Linked DNA regions of Mus musculus: region 2 is linked to region 1. The links are chromatin contacts, called in public Hi-C maps. All regions are on one chromosome and are shown on one strand. Each heading gives the region's core, a stretch centred on a gene start, on an enhancer-like site or on the middle of the called end of the contact. The rest is flanking DNA. Distances are from core to core; before and after follow the strand shown.

Region 1 (3,901 bases), core at 718-3,217:
CCACCTGAAACTACTTCAGAACCATGCGAAATGGGCAGAGCCCTGTGTGGCATTTGGGATGGGGTGCTGTGGTGACCACCCTGGCTCTGGCCCAGTCTCAGCCCTCAGAGAACATGCGGCTCATGGTAAGAGCAGACTGGGACGACAAGGGCATGGGAGGCTCCTGAGGGTGAGTCTTCCCTGAAGCATGGCGGCAGTCAGGGCTCTAAGCTGAGGCCTGTAGAGTGAGGTAGGATTCTGCTGTAGTTATCTTGTTTGTGGAGAAGGGGGAGGCCTCAGCACTGGGAAGAGCAGAGGAAGACAAGGAAACATGTGACTTGTGACAGGTGCAAAGAAATACAAAGGGCTCCTGAGGTGAGAGGTCAGAACAAGCCTGTGCACAGAGGACAGAAGGAGCAGGACTCCTCAGGACAGGGCCTCCGTTCTAAACATTGAGAGGCATGAAGGATGAGGAGGGAATCACAGATCGCATTCTGACAGACTCAATCAAGAACACCCTACTATGTACAGACAGGGATCGCAACAGACCACTACTCAGGCCTAATAAAAACCATGTGTTCGAGTGAGAAAAATACCACACTCAGCCCTCTCACCTAGAGATAACAACTAGGCCCCTGTAGTGCCTTCACTCATTTTTATGGATTAAAAAAAAAAAAAAAGGTTGGGGGAAGAGGGCGTCCTGGTGGGTGAGATGGTTCAGTGGTTACAGGCATCTGTCACCAATCCGGACAATCCAGAGTCCCTGAACTCACTTCTGTGAATTGTCCTTTGGCCACCACATCATGGTATGTGTACACACACACACACAAATACACCTTATAATACATGTTTTAGAAAGTTATGTTTAAAAAGGGAAAAACTGGATTATTCTAAGGTGACATCTGTAACCTATATATTCGGTGATGTTAGACAAGGGTTTTAAGAACATGATTTTTAATAATACCGAGCTTCACCAATCCTGTGTTATTGTCCTCTGCTGTGTGTCACCTGTGCATGCAATGATATCTGTCAGCTCCTCAAGTTGCTTCCTAGTGGCAATTGCTGGAGCAAGACTGAGCCAACAGGTAACACGATCTAAAGGTCTTTACTCAAGCTACCATGATCTCATGCTGCCATGATGGTCCCACAACGGCACCACTCCTTGCGTTCGCGTGTACTCATATCTGTTTTGTGTTTAGACAGAGTCTCATGTAGCCAAAGCTGGCCTCAGACTTGCTCCACAGCCGAGTTACGTGGACTTGGGATTCTCCGGAGTCTAGCTCTACACGGCTGGGATGACAGGCGTGTGACCCCCACGTCTGATTTATGTGGTCCCAGCGATGGGAGCAGGGCTTTGTGCACTGCTCAGCAGGCACGCTATCAACTAAGTCAGGCTCCTTAGCCCATCCGTGGTTAAACAACTGAGCTCAGTCAGTGCTGCTTTTCTCACCTCCATGGCTTCTCCTATTGTCCGAGTGAGCGGCGAGATATAAAGACAAACGCCCATCTCCGTCTTCCTTCAGCTCCACCTCTCTTGGCAATCGACGTTAAAGGAACAAACAAGAAACCCCAAACTCTGCCAGTTCAGGACTTTACTATTCCAACAACCTGCTTCCTTCATGTCATCCACTGTTCCTTATTCTTTGCTGAGTTACTCAGTTTCATTAGGGCAGAAAATCTGGTACTCATATTGGGTGTTACCGTCGCGGTGACGACTTTTTCCTGGCATGCTTACTGTGGTCACTGCACTGGGGACTTGTTTTAACCTAGGAAATCAATTTCCATCACCTCGTAACTTCCATGGGCTGCCTCCGAAGCTCCTCCCTCCTCTCCTGTGAACTCTCAGGTGCGCTATGAAAACGTCATCAACTGTGACACGGTTTGCAGACTCAGCACTGCTGATAACCAGCTCTTTCGACAGCTGCAAACACTGTGAGCACCCAGTGCCTGGTGCTGCAGCGGACACGGCAGAAAAGACACTGAACGGGTCTCCTGATTGGTCTTTAGGGATGTCAGTTCAAGACAGATAACAGCAGCCTGGACAGACCTGAAGGACTGCATAAAACAGAACAGGTTGGCACAATGAGGCAATCGATAAAGTATTGACGTGCGTGCCATCGGTAAGAGTACAATGTTCAGGGCAGAAACCTGCTTCATTGACTGTGCAGAAACCACTGCTTGGATGTGATCGTTGGTGCAATTTATGTGATTTCGCTGGCCCATGAGCAGCTCGCACACTAGGGTGATGTTAAAAATGTGGTCTCAGGAGGAGTGACCTGAGCAAGGGACAGCTAGGACAGTGACAGCATCTACACATCTGATGTGGTGGACAAGATCTCCCCTAAATTGAAAACCATGAATTCATACGGAAAAGTGTCTGTTCTTACTCATAATGGAATCAAGTGTGCAGCAGCTACCTGGCATATGGGGTATTCAATGAATATTGCGGAAGAAGGAATCACAAATGTACGTAAAGTTATTTTTGTGAATGGTAAAGCCAGCCATGTCTACATTTGTTTCACAGACTAACCCCACCATTCAACAAGGTACCGACTACACTGTGAGGCCGGGGGCATTTGCTCAGAATGGCCAAGCTTTCTTCTACAGTCAACTTTCCAGGCGTACAACCTGTGTGAAAGAGGCTGCATCCAAGTACTTTATCTACTGGCTTCTGATGTCAGATCTGGTGTCACCACTCAGGTCCCTTCCTTAGGTCACATTCTTAAGAATGTCTCTCTATATCTCATCTCTTTCTTAAAACCAATTTTTATTACTTTTAGTTCTGAGCATTGTGGAAGGGTGTGTGCACTTGAGTGCAGATGCCCACAGAGACCAAAGACTGGATTTCCTGGAGGTAGAATTATGGGTAGTTTTGAGCCAATCAGCATGGGTGCTGGGAACCAAACTTCATTTCCCTGTAAGAGCAACATGCACTGTTAACTTCTGAGTCATCTCTCCGGTTCTCAGATCCAAACCTTTCTCTTTTCCCAGTCATTTGTTATAAGTGAAAGGCTCAGATCATAGCTTTAACTACAGAAAACTCTACAAGTTGCTTTCTGACACAAGGCTTCCTCCGGGCCATGACCCATCTGTGAACAGGGATTTACAGACACGACCACATAGTGATGACATCTAACTATGTCCAAATGTGCAGAGATCCTCTTTACAAACACAGAGCTCTGACTCTGAGACACTCGGAGGCAAGGAGGGAGGTCTGAGTCTACCTTCCGGGATCCCTGGGTCCATGTTTGTAAAACTGAGAATTCCTGGGGGCTGTTTAAAGTAACACCACCCTCACTCTGACACTGTTAACAATTTACTACTTGTTAATTTTCCCCAAGTTCTTCAAGGGTCAGAAAGCAGGTAACAGGTATTCCTCATGCCACAGCTGGAATAATGGCATGGTTAATTTCTGCATTCATTTTGATTTTTCAAATCCGTTTTAGCCCTTGGTTTCTACAAATTGGTTATAGGACTTGTGGACATTAAAATCTGAGGCTGCCCAAGTCCCCTGTATGAAATGACACGGTAATGACACAGTGTGTAGCATAGAAGCTACACACACACACACACACACACACACACACACACACACACACACTTTCCTGAATATTTCAAATTATGTAAGCATTACTTATAATACAATATAAGTGCGATGTCAACAGTGGTTAGAGCCTAAGAAAAGTGCTTCACACCCTGGCTTAGCTGGACTTAAACAATGTGTAGAACTTCGTTTCCATGAGCCTTGAACTACCAAAAAAACAATCTTTTCCTTACATGCAGAATAAAGAACCTAAACTAGCTTGTGATGATAAAACAATGTATATTTACATCTGAACTGGGCAATATTGATGTTCGGGGATGAAAACTGTTAGTAGGGAAGGGCCCTAAAAATATTTCTCTCCATCTTGGTCATTTAGAT
Region 2 (3,901 bases), core at 847-3,346, 360 kb before region 1:
CGATCATCAGGAGTTGGCAGCAAAAGCCCTCATCTGCTCAGCCACCTTGGTTTTGTCAATTTTAATAATGGTTTAGTCATTGGTTTTATTACAGGGTTGTAAGTTTTTTTTTTTTTGATTTTGATGTAAGATTTCATCATTGAACATATGATTTAGGAATGTTTTCTGTCACTACAAGCTTATGCCTTCATTTTTTTTTCTTTCTTTTTTTTTGGCTTTTCATTTTCTTAATGGCATGTTTGCTTTATGTGTAATTTTTCCAATTATCAGTTTTTACTCTTATTAAATTGCTTGTGGTGCTCCTAGTAGTCTTCGCCTGATGCAAAGTGATAAATGCTTTTTCCTTTATTAGAGAAACTTCCAAGAGGTTTTTTTTTTTTTATTAGTTTAATTCTTACATTTAGATCAGATGTATGGTTAGTTTTTGATTGTGTATGTGTGTGTAAGTTATCTCTTAAGCTCTTTTGTAAAATGTATCCCTAATAAAATTTTTAATGTGTACTATAAAAAGTAAGTCCATGTTTCATATTTGTGTATTAAGATATAATTATTTTACTTACGTATACTCAATATATACTAAGGGGCTGGAGATTGAATCCAAGACCTCCCGCCTGCCAGGCATGCTTTACCCCGGAACTATGTATCCTTAGCCCTGTATTTATTACTCATTTTTAAAGAATTTTAATATGTGTGAGCCGGTCAGAGGACAATTTTGGTTGTCAGGTTGCCAGGCTTGGCCTAGGAAGTTCCTTTAGCCATCAAGTTAGATTGACAGCCCCTCTCTGTTTTATATATTATTATGGTGCTGGAGATTGAACCAAGGGCCTTACGCATGTGAGGCAGATACTTTTATTCCTAGCCATTACTTTTAGTAACAAAATTAAAACATTTATTTTTCATTGCTTATATGCAGACATATAAATTACTTTTGGTTTGAATCATTTATCTTAGGTCCTGTTGGGTTTACTTGGTTTGGGAAGATTGGCAAAAGCCATGAGTGTGTTCTGTGTCCAGGTCATGGCATGTGTGAGTGAATGGTGCAGCAGTGCTTCCCTCGTTGTCTGGGGGGTCTTCGGGTCTTCTCATTGATCTCAGGGCCTAGATCCTGTGATATATACAATGCAGACGAGAAGACATCTCTCTCCTGCTGCTGTTCTGGGGTGTTTATTGCCAGATTAGCACAGCAGAGTGTTAACCGTAGATTTTAAAGTACTTTCACCAGGTTAAAGAAGTTTTCTTTTATTCCTGGTTTATTGACTTCATTTTAAGTCATGGATGATTATGAATCCTGCCTGTTTATTTTACATCTATAGAAATAACTTTTTAAATAAACATTGTTAATTGCATTAGTTGGTTTTTTTAAATTGTTGAACCTAGCTTATATTTTTAGGATAAATTCTACTTAATGGTAGTTAATAATTCTTTTTAGATATTGTTCTGTTGAGGATTTTTATGACCTTATCCATGAAGGATATTAATAAATAGTTTTTTCTGAGGTCTTTGTGATTTTGTTACTAACTTAGAACCAGCCTCTAAGAATGAGAAATGCCTCCTTTCCTTTTATGTCCTCACAGAGTGTGCTCCTTTCCTAGTTTGTTGTTTGTTATAAATGTGTCTGGTAGATTTAGTCTGTGGTGCTGTCTGAGCCTGCCTGTTTCTTCTTAGGGATCCTTTAAATGACAGGCTTGTGTGCGCAGCTCTGCTGTCCTCTTCCAGGAATCTATTTTAGTAATTGGTTTCTTTCTAGGAAGGGTTTCATTTCCTATACGTTGAATAATTTGTTGGCACAGAGTTGTTTATGGTGCTCCTTACGTGTTCTGATTTCTGGAAGTGTGGAAATGATGCTCCCCTTACATAAGGTCATGGAGTTCTTTCAGTTAGTTTCACATTTTCTGTCTTTTTTTTTTTTTTTTTTTTTTTTTGCCTTTGCCTTTGCAAAGCTAATAACTTGCAGTTTTGTTAATGGTTTAAAAGAATCAACTGTTTTGTTATTGATCTTTCTTCTCTGTTTCATTGATTTTTTTTTTCCCCCATGACGTTTTTATTGACTTCCCATGCTTATTTCTGCCCTAGCCTGGCAGGTTGCAAGGAGATGGACTTGCCGTTTGTCTCCTAATAGAGGCATTTCCCTCACTTAACCGCTGTGGTGGCTACTCACACTTTTCTATGCATTGTGTTTGTGTTTTGTTTTAGCTCAATATTTTACTTATCTTGTGATCTCTTTGAACGGTTGCTTTTTTGTTTTGTTTTGTTTTTCATATTTTGAGCTGGTTCTCACTACGCAGGCTTCAGATTTGGAGTAATGTTTCTGCCTTAGCCCCTAGAGTGCTATAATTATAGATACGAGACATTGTGTATTGTGACGTATTGCTTATTTAGAAGAATATGAGGAAGAAGTTAGACAATGAAAGATTGAAAAAGAAATTTAATTTCTTGGCTCTTTATCCATTTTTCTTTCTTTTGTAAAGATTTATTTATTTTATGAGTGAGTGTTTTTTCTGAATGTGTGTGTACCTTGTGTGTACTTGTTTCCTATGGAAGTCAGAAGAGGGCATCTGTTCCCCTGGACCTGGATTGTTGTCAGCCAATGTGGGCTTCTAGAAAGCCAACCAGGTCTTTGTAGGAGCAGTAAGTCCTCCTAACTGACGAGCCATCTTTCCAGTCCCCGTTTTTAGTTTCTGCAGTATAACTTTGTGTAGCACTTTTTATAACTTTAGTATTTATTGACTGGTAAGGCAGGTCTCACCACATAGTTGCAGCTGGCTCACAGTCCTCTTTCCCTGGAGGACTGGTAGTATAAGCCTGTCACTGGGCAAGACACGCATTAGTGTGTATGATGTATTTTAGTGCTGGAGATTGAATACAGGTCTTTAGGAGTGGTAGCAAGCATCATGTTTCTGAGCCAGTCACCTAAGAGTTCAGCGTTTTGATGAGCAATGCGTGGAGTTGGGGTAGAGCAGAGTGGTGGGGAGCATGAGTGGTGGGGAGCACGAGTGGTGGGGAGCACGAGTGGTGGGGAGCATGAGTGGTGGGGAGCATGAGTGGTGGGGAGCACGAGTGGTGGGGAGCTCGTGCTTCCTGTATGCAAGGCCCCGAACTCAGTTCTCAGGACTTGAAGAAAACAAAAGGCAGACATGCACAAGGCCCAGCCTTCCAAATATGCCGAGCGTACTGAGAGCACTGTCTCTCTGGAGTGTTTTATAGATGGTGAGTTAGTATGTACGGCACATGGTTTTCTAGAGAACGGAGTGCTAGGCACCACTTCCCATAGTTTCAGCGCTCAGGTTGTTTCTGTGCACAGGATTGTAGCTGTGTGTTCTTGTCATTTGATCTTTCCCACACAATGTCTATCTCCAGTGCTTTATTTTTCCTACTCAGTGTGCTGTCTGCAGTCAGTCTGTGTTTGCTGTGATTTTTACTTTTAACCTTTTGCAGTCTTTGTGTCTAAAGTATGTTTCTTATGGACAGCCTGAATTTAACTGTTGGGGCTTTATAATATGTGTGTTACAGTGTTCTTCTTACCCAGCTAGCTCCCAAAAAATTGAGACTGGACTATTATTTATTTAACATGCTTTAAAGGCACACCTGAGTAGTATTGCTCTATTTTAATCCTCTAAACTAATCTGGCTGCTCCCCCCCCCCCCCAACTCCGCCCCAAGCCAAGGTCCACTATGGCTTTCTCTGCTCTAGGTGTTTGCTCGGAAGTCTCTCCTGGACTCTCTCCCCATGGTTAATCCCCTATTTCCTCTTCCTCCATCTCCTCCCCCGGCTGGCAGGAAGTCCAGCCCTATTCTATTCCCTGCTCAGTCATTGGCTGTTAAGCTCTCTGTATTGAACATCAGGGAACACTTGGGAACTGGTGTTTACACAAGATTGAGACAGGAGATTTTCTGAATAAGGA

Evidence for each region. Hi-C and Micro-C count contacts between places; a contact is called where the count stands out from the background.
Region 2: a Hi-C map of liver shows a contact between it and region 1, with 4 times the contacts expected there. The contact joins two enhancer-like sites. A contact is called at or near these places in 1 of 484 Hi-C or Micro-C datasets (liver) and 1 of 115 datasets of contacts at active chromatin or transcription factors (pancreatic cancer cells).

Annotation. Positions count from the first base shown.
Region 1 is chr6:134,159,172-134,163,072 of GRCm38.p6, reverse strand. The region is part of intron 2 of Etv6 (ets variant 6); the gene reads right to left. Among named protein-coding and RNA genes, the nearest start is that of Gm52920, 25 kb to the left of the region's middle. Within about 2 kb of position 1,967, at least 13 of the 459 cell types and tissues checked have an H3K27ac peak or open chromatin away from gene starts, as enhancers often do. A contact at or near this core is called in liver, where this site is marked.
Region 2 is chr6:134,515,471-134,519,371 of GRCm38.p6, reverse strand. All of the region lies in intron 3 of Lrp6 (low density lipoprotein receptor-related protein 6), which reads left to right. Among named protein-coding and RNA genes, the nearest start is that of Lrp6, 49 kb to the left of the region's middle. Within about 2 kb of position 2,096, at least 27 of the 459 cell types and tissues checked have an H3K27ac peak or open chromatin away from gene starts, as enhancers often do. A contact at or near this core is called in liver, where this site is marked.